Linked DNA regions of Capsicum annuum: region 1 is linked to region 2. A link is a contact called in public Hi-C data. All regions are on one chromosome and are shown on one strand. Each heading gives the region's core, a stretch centred on a gene start, on an enhancer-like site or on the middle of the called end of the contact. The rest is flanking DNA. Distances are from core to core; before and after follow the strand shown. Region 1 holds the start of LOC107867751. Region 2 holds the start of LOC107867753 (pentatricopeptide repeat-containing protein At2g36730).

What was found. Hi-C and Micro-C count contacts between places; a contact is called where the count stands out from the background.
Region 1: a Hi-C map of bud shows a contact between it and region 2, with 3 times the contacts expected there. The contact joins the promoter of LOC107867751 here to the promoter of LOC107867753 in region 2. A contact is called at or near these places in 3 of 5 Hi-C or Micro-C datasets (bud and leaf).

Annotation. Positions count from the first base shown.
Region 1 is chr4:166,786,088-166,790,110 of UCD10Xv1.1, forward strand. It overlaps LOC107867751, which reads right to left and starts at 2,724. Exons shown (of 3, transcript XM_016714140.2): 1 at 2,361-2,724. The coding sequence starts at 2,571. LOC107867750 (magnesium dechelatase SGRL, chloroplastic) reads right to left here. Exons shown (of 6, transcript XM_016714139.2): 6 at 3,810-4,011.
Region 2 is chr4:166,657,291-166,661,305 of UCD10Xv1.1, forward strand. It overlaps LOC107867753 (pentatricopeptide repeat-containing protein At2g36730), which reads right to left and starts at 2,205. Exons shown (of 1, transcript XM_016714144.2): 1 at 1-2,205. The coding sequence starts at 1,032.

The sequences.
Region 1 (4,023 bases), core at 1,474-3,973, 130 kb after region 2:
ACCTTGGATGTCCCTTAACTCATTCCAAGAAGAAGAAAGAGCATTATGTTGAGTTGATAGACAAGATCAGAGGTAAGCTTCAAGCATGGAAGGGCAGATTACTATCTTATGGTGGCAAAAAAGTTCTTATTAAAACAGTATTACAGAGTGCACCACTTTATGTTTTGTCAGCAGTAATCCAACCAAAGAGTGTTCTAAAAGAAGTGTAGAGAATCTTTGCCAAATTCTTTTGGCAGAACAAAGAAACAGGAAAAAGTAAACACAAGGTGGCTTGGAATAAACTTTGTATCCCAAAAGGAGAGGGGAATGGGGTTTAGATCTATAGAAGATATGTCTCAAGCTATGCATACCAAGTTATGGTGGAGGTTTAGGACTCAAGGCAACCTGTGGTCAAATTTTATGTGGAATAACTATTGTAAAAAATAGGTGACATCATTAGTGCAATGGACAGGTGGTTCTCAAGTGTGGAAATCTATGTTGAATAATAGAGACAAGTTAGAATAGTATTTATGGTGGGAACCTAGAGGTGGGACTTCTACTACTTGGTTTGACAATTGGACAAATACTGGTCCATTATTTATGCAGCAATCTGAGGTACAAACTTGTTATCCTTTGACTGATATTTCAGAATTTCTAGATACAGAAGGTTGGAATAATGAGGTTATGCTGGATAAAGTCTCAGCGCATGTAATAGGTCATAACAGAGACAGTATGGACTTGGTTTGCTATGAAGATTCTATGGATAAACCCCGGTGGGCCTTGAATAGCACAGGAAAGTTTACTACCAAAAGTGCTTGAAACTTATTAGACAAAGAGCTGATGAAAATGAAGATTTAAAAGCAACCTGGCATAATGGATTGCCTTTAAATTATCGTTCTTTAACCTGGAGAATTTGGAAAGGCATAATCCAAGTTGTTGGTTTGATGAATAACTGGAACTCTGAGATTTCATAGAAATGTATTTGTTGTAGTAATCCAAAAAGGGAAACTATTAATCACCTATTTCTTAATGGTGAAATTGCTAGAAGGGTGTGGAACCATTACTGTGGTGCAGCTGGATTAGTTTAGCAGAGACTAAATGTGAAACAAAGTGTTAGGATATGGAGAACTCAAGCTGGTAATTATAGATTGAGGGTTGTTTCAGTGTTGTTCCTATAATTATTCTTGGGTTTTCATGAAAGAGAAGAAACACTATTTTGAATTGGGGAAATTATCAAGAAAGAAAGATTTACTTGGAAGTGAATGATACTATTGCAAAGTTCATAAATCTTAGATTCAGAATGGAGGTTGCAGATAAAAAATAGCATAGTATAATTGATGATCTTTAGAGTTATAGCAGCTATTATTCATTCAAACTGGTGAAATAGTTTCCTTTTGAGACTGGTTGGCTAAAGTGTAACATTGATGGTGCCTCTAAAGGAAATCTAGGCCCTAGCTCTATTGCATTTTGTATTAGAGATCAGTTTGGTGATCTAGTGGTAGATGAAGGATCTAGAATCAAAGACACTACTAGTTTGATAGCAGAAGCTATAGCGTTCAGGGAATGCCTACTGTTCTGTAGTGATAACTTTATTCAGTAAATAATTGTGAAAAGTGATTCATGGGCAATGGTGCAGATTTTAAATCTAAATTGAGAAGCCCCATGGAGTATGCCAATTGTGGTCAACTCCATAAAGTCTATGATGGAGAATTTATCAGTTAGAGTGGTGCATTCCCTTCGGGAAGGCAACATTCTAGCTGATTTTTTTACTAACTTGGTTTTTGATTTTGCAGATGATTTTCAGTCCAATTGTCTTGAAGAGGTGCCAGTGAAAGGAAAGGCTATCATTAATCTAGACAAAAAGGGAACTCCTAATATTAGAAGAACCTCAAAGAAAGAGTGAACAAACAACAACACCAACTCATACAAAAAATTTGCAACAGCAGAACAGTAACACAAGAAATAGGGCAGGATAATAAGGTTCATACAATGAACATGTCGGAGGAGCAAAAGGTAACATGGGATATGTAGATAATTAGAGCAGCTCATAACTTTGAATTAAGATAGAAATCAGAGAGGATTAACCTCGACCAATAAAGTGCAAATTGGTTGGGAATAATTGATTTGGGGATGTTTTAAGGAGATGATGATACTTGTTGTTGGAAGTGATTTCCTTTGCTAAATACTCAAACAACAGCTAAATCAGATCCAAAATAGGTCCCTACAAATGATTAAGAACAACCTTATACAATGACAAAGTTTTCAAATTGTAACTTACTGGAATTTATGTTTCAGTTAAGATATTGGTATTCGATTCTTAAGAATCTCAATCCATTGAGCTATGAAAGTAAAGAAGGTAAGATTAGAATTTAAAACTTAACTTAGGTGGCTGAGAAGAAGATAATCGTGATTGGTGAATCTCAGCAGTGGTGGACAGAGGAGCTGCGGAGATAAAGATGAAAAGGCAACAAGAGGTTCACAAGGCGACACCATATCAGCATCAACATCGTTGGTCAAATGAGAATGGTCGATTTGTATTGGTAAGGCGACACTAACACCATCACAGCAGCACCTTCGTTGATCGTTGGTCATTGAAGAAGATTGTGATGCCAAGGAGAACAAGTCGACGCCTTTCCTATAGAAGTAGCAGCATTGTTGGTTGATTAGTATTCTGGAAGCTTCAACAACTTTCCAACTTTCCTAATCTAAAGAATGGTTTACTTTGTTTCATCGGTTATTATTAGGACCGGGTCACTTTTGGGCCCGGTCTTGTAATTTAAACTCATTTTCGGTTTTTAATAAAAGGGCCTTGAGCCCAATTTTAATTTTTTTTTTAAAAAAAGTTGAGCGACTTATAAGCAAAATACATATAGTTGAATGACTTTTGAAGCCTTAGTTGAGTGACTTTTAAGTAAAAATCAAAGTTGTATGACTTTCTGAGATAATACTCATTAGCTGACTAACTATTTGGGATATTAACTCGGAATTATTTCCAACATAGAGTTAGGTTACGTATGTTTAGGACTTAGTTGAGTGATTTTTAAGTAAAAATCAAAGTTGTGTGACTTTTTAAGATAATATTCATTAGTTGAGTGACCAAATACCATTTGGGATATTAACTCAGAATTATTTCCAATCCACAGTTACGTTATGTATGTTTAGGACTACCTATTTGGTGTGACATATCACTTTGATTAAGATTGTAGTTTGTTATTCTCATTCTTAAAGTTGGTTATGCTGAATTTGTCTTATAGGAGATCAGTGTTTTTAAAGGTGTGGGTGCAAGGTGACTTTTTACTTTATAAGGAACAAGGCGTAAGCTATAAAATGTAACTTTTTGAATATTGTCAGTTTTTAACATTAATCCCCGATCGAAAATACTTAGTAGTCATATGCAGCTTTAGTTTTGCTTCTACTTTTCATTCTCATTTTCCTTATAAGATAGCAAGTTCAGAGACACAAATATGTAGAAGTGACACTGATAAAAATGTTGCCCAGAAAATCCTGGGTATGCCACAAGGCAAAAAGGATGTGAGTTCAATATCCTCGGTAGTATTTTCTTGTGTACTTTATTAATCTGATAGCAAGATATTATTCAAAAATAAAACGATTAAGAAAGTAAATGAGAAAATATGATATTGTACTATGGTCAAATGTCACATCTGAGTGATCCATCGGGCAGTTTGTGAATATAAAGCAATATTTCCGAAAGGGTTCTCATAAAAGGACATTTAATTTTTGACAAGTGAGACCGATTCTAAAGAAACAAAGTGAACAAGTCAAACTTGTATATGAAGATATTCATGGAGCATGTATGAAACAGGAGCATATGGAACAATTACTGATTGATCATATGAAAGGGAAAATAGTCTTTGGTTTTTACAAGAATTGTCAGTCAAGAGCTCATTCGAAAGAATGCAATTACATACATACAAAGAATCTAATGACCTTGCAAACAATTCTCGTCTTTACAAGTCAACGAAATGTAGGATCCCATGACTCTAAAATGTGTTTCAAGAGAGATCCTTCCAACTGCAAAAGGTA
Region 2 (4,015 bases), core at 955-3,454:
GATCCTATAAACACTTTCCATCTCTTGAAATAAACGATGCCCCTCTTCGACCATCCCGACATGGCTACAAGCGCAAAGCACACCAAGAAAGGACACATAATTAGGCTTCACAGAACAATCCTTCATTTTCCAAAAGAGTTCCAACGCTTGTGCAGCAAATCCATGCTGAGCCAATCCAAGAATCATCGCGCTCCAAGTCCACACATTTCTTTCTCCAATCCTGTCGAACATCAAACGAGCATAATCCACTGCTCCACATTTGGCATACATGTTGACAAGAGAAGTTGCCAATTGACAATTCACAAACATCCCTTGCTCAATCACTTGACCATGAATCCATTTCCCTAAACTCAAGTTACCCAACTCAGCACAAGCAGAAAGCAAAACCACCATCGTCGTCTCATCCGGTTGAACCCCACATTTCCTCATTACTCGAAAAATCTCAACCCCATCATAATACCAACAGCTTTCAACACAAGCCGAAATTATTGAATTCCAAGAAACAACAGTTCTAGGCGACATTTCATCAAACATTTTATATGCATCCACAATCTTCTTACAAGAACCATAGAAATGAATCAAAGTATTCTGAACATACACATTGTTACAAACACCAATCTTGATCACATCACAATGAACCTGTTTCCCTTCTTCCAGACCCAAAAAGGACGAGCACGCCTTGAAGAGAAAAGGGTATGTGAATTCATCAGAAACAGCTCCAACACGCCGCATTTCTACAAAAAACCGAATGGCTTCTGTATATGAAGACTTGTGGCATGTGGCATAACGTCTAATGAGGATGTTCCACCATGAATTAGACGAATTATGGGATTGCTTGATGACGAAACCAGCGTAAGAAGATGAGTTTATTGGGGTATGAGAAGCGAAAAAGTTGATTATTTTGAGGACGATACAGTTGTGTTGAGATAATCCAGAGATTATGATTTGAGCATGAATTTGGAAGAGGTGTTTGAGGGAAGAACAAGAGTTGAGAAGAGCAAGTAGTTGTTGTATTTTGGAGGTGAAGCTCATGCCCGCCACACTTCTTCTATTCAAAATTCAAATTGTGAAAAGGTATCGAAAGATCAATTTCCGAGATACTTTATGCTATCTGACCTGTTAAATTACTTACAATTTTTGAAACTATTTTGATGCATATAGACTTACTTCATATCTTTTTTGTAAGTCATTATATCACTGAAATACATGTTTAGTGTTGTTGAGCGATTCATATATTTGCACAATTAATTGACCCACATATCTCTGTTTTGATAGCTTCATTGGATTTTTTTCCCATAAACAGTTGTAATATATTACTTCAAAATCCCACTTAACACATCTGTAAGATGCTAGCGCATCACTGGATTTTGTTGCTGTAGTTTAATCTTGAAGAGGAGCATGGGATAGAAACGGTAATATGGATCTATATTTTCAATTTATTTTTTTAAAAAAATTGAACAAAATTTAAATAGTGCCTTAAAATGAGAGTACATTGAAATTTAGAAAAATTATATTGTGGACCTAACTTGTATTTTATCATATATAAATATGCTTTATAATATTACTATTCACAGCTTGTCACAACCCAAATTCGGGACTGTGATGACACCTATTCCATCCTCCATGATAGGTAAACTAAATATTCAATTCTAAGAATAACATCTCAAACTCATAGAAGCGGAAGGAATAAGAACATAACCAATCCCGAATAGTTTCGTTAATAGATTAACAGGCTAGTAAAATCAAATAATCTATAATCCCAGGTTTGGAAATCACTAATACAATCAATTAAATACAGAACCAAAAGAAAGTTTGAGTCTTTCAAAATGCAGAAAATGCATAAGGACAAGGTTGAAGGAGATTTCAGTAGTTTCTAAAGCCAGTAGCAGCTACCTCGAATCTCCAATGATGCTAGCAAAGAAGGAACCACAGGGATCAATATTCGGAGGTCGTTGGATCTGTACTTGCACGTAGGATGTAGAAAAAGCAAGAGTGAGTATGAAACTACGTATACTGAGCAAACATCGTCGACTGACCCTAATTCGAAGTGGTGACAAGTGACACTATGTAAATCATCATAAAAAAAAACATACAACCTTCACTCAGGAAAACCATCTAACTGAATAGTCAAGATTAACAGTCATAAGGATATCATAACATAATAGTAGAATTTCTCAATTCGGTAAAATAAATAACACATATACAATTAAGTACAAGGTCAACAATTAACTTTAACCAATTTAAACCAAATGAATCAATGCAATGCAATGCAATGTACTGCATATGCTCTGTACACACCTACCGAGCAATGGCTTTGAGGTCAGGACCCATGGGGGATTCACAAGGTCCATGTACTGTGCATACGTGCACTTCGATCCCAATCAATATATTGTGAAGGCGTGCATTTCGATTCTAATAAATATACTTGCAGGCGTGCACTTCGATCCCAATAAATATATTGTGCAGGCCTGCACCCCGATCTCAATAAATATATATAATATTGTGCAGGTGTGCACTCCGATCCCATATGAAATGCAATGTATGATGTGCAGGCGTGCAACTCCGATCTTAAGTCAAAAATAAAATCAACCAAAGCACTTCGTGTCTCAAGTCAGATCAGACATCAGTTTTAAAGTCAACTCAACTTATCAAGTAAGAGTATTCTCATTATCTAGCTTGTTCAATAATTATCTACCATAACCAATCAGTCCATCGAGCTAGCAAATAGGGAAAAATAGTTCAAACATACAATTAACTTATTTTATCCCCTCAGACAACACCGGTACCCGTATATATGCTCGTCATAATCACCTCAACGGGATCCCCAATTTTCATTACTCCCATTACACATAACTAACAAATATTCAAATAAGCACTTTGAAAAAGAGTCTAAGAAAAGTCTCAACTTATCTGAACCCCGAAGACAAGCGTCAATTAACAAACTTGCCCTTGCGCAGGACTTCTGAATGGTCAAAATTTGTTCAAATATATATATTTTTACCCTAACATGCAATGTAAATCAGTGACTGCAACACTACTTTTACCCTATAGAAAACCTTTTATCCCATATATATTAAAAAAAGCAAACTGACAGCGAAGGGAAACATGAAACAGTAACTAAATCATAACAAATTCCTCAAAAGAAATCACTATCAATTATATTATTAATTAAATAGAGTAGCCTAACTTTTCTTTCCCAGGTTCAATCAATCCCACTTTGGACACTGACTTGATTTTTTTTTTTTAATTTAACAATTTCTTTGGTTTCCACTCCACAAGGAACTGATATCAAATAACAAATATTACTCCCCTTTCAGCAAAACTCGGAACCAAAATAAGCCACAAAATAAAAAAAGTGACTAAGATAGGCCACATATTTAAAAAGTTATCAAAATAGGCTAAATATAATAATTTATTATATTTTTCACTTTTTTCTTAATGGTCAACACGATTTGTAAAATGTAATAATTTATTATGTTTTGCACAAAAAACAAAAAATAAAAAACAGTGTGCTATCACATCTTCTTTATGTCAAATCATGTAGTTTGTAATAATCTATTACGTTTTACAAATATTGTTTTTAAAACATAATAATTTATTACAAACTACAGACAGTTTTTGTAAGTTAACTGTCTGTAAGTTATAATAAATTATTACAACTTACACCGAACTACATCACATCACCTTTACTTTACCCACTTTTAAATTTAACTCACCCCACCCCAATTTTAAATGTAACCCACCCATCCCTTGTAAAACCCTCTCACCCCACCCCTAACCCACCCAACCGCCCCTGCCCTGCCCCTGCCCTTTTTTTCATTTTTTTATTTTTTTGTTTTTTAATAAGACTTGGTTCTCTTTTGTAATACCCCAAAAAATCCAAACCAATACTATAGCCGTGTTTCAAACTCATGCATAGTACATCATGATTCTTTTATAGTTTTATGAGCAAGTTAGATGTATATTAATTCTTCAAATAAATCCCAGCTATCAGACGAATCTAAATATTCCTTAC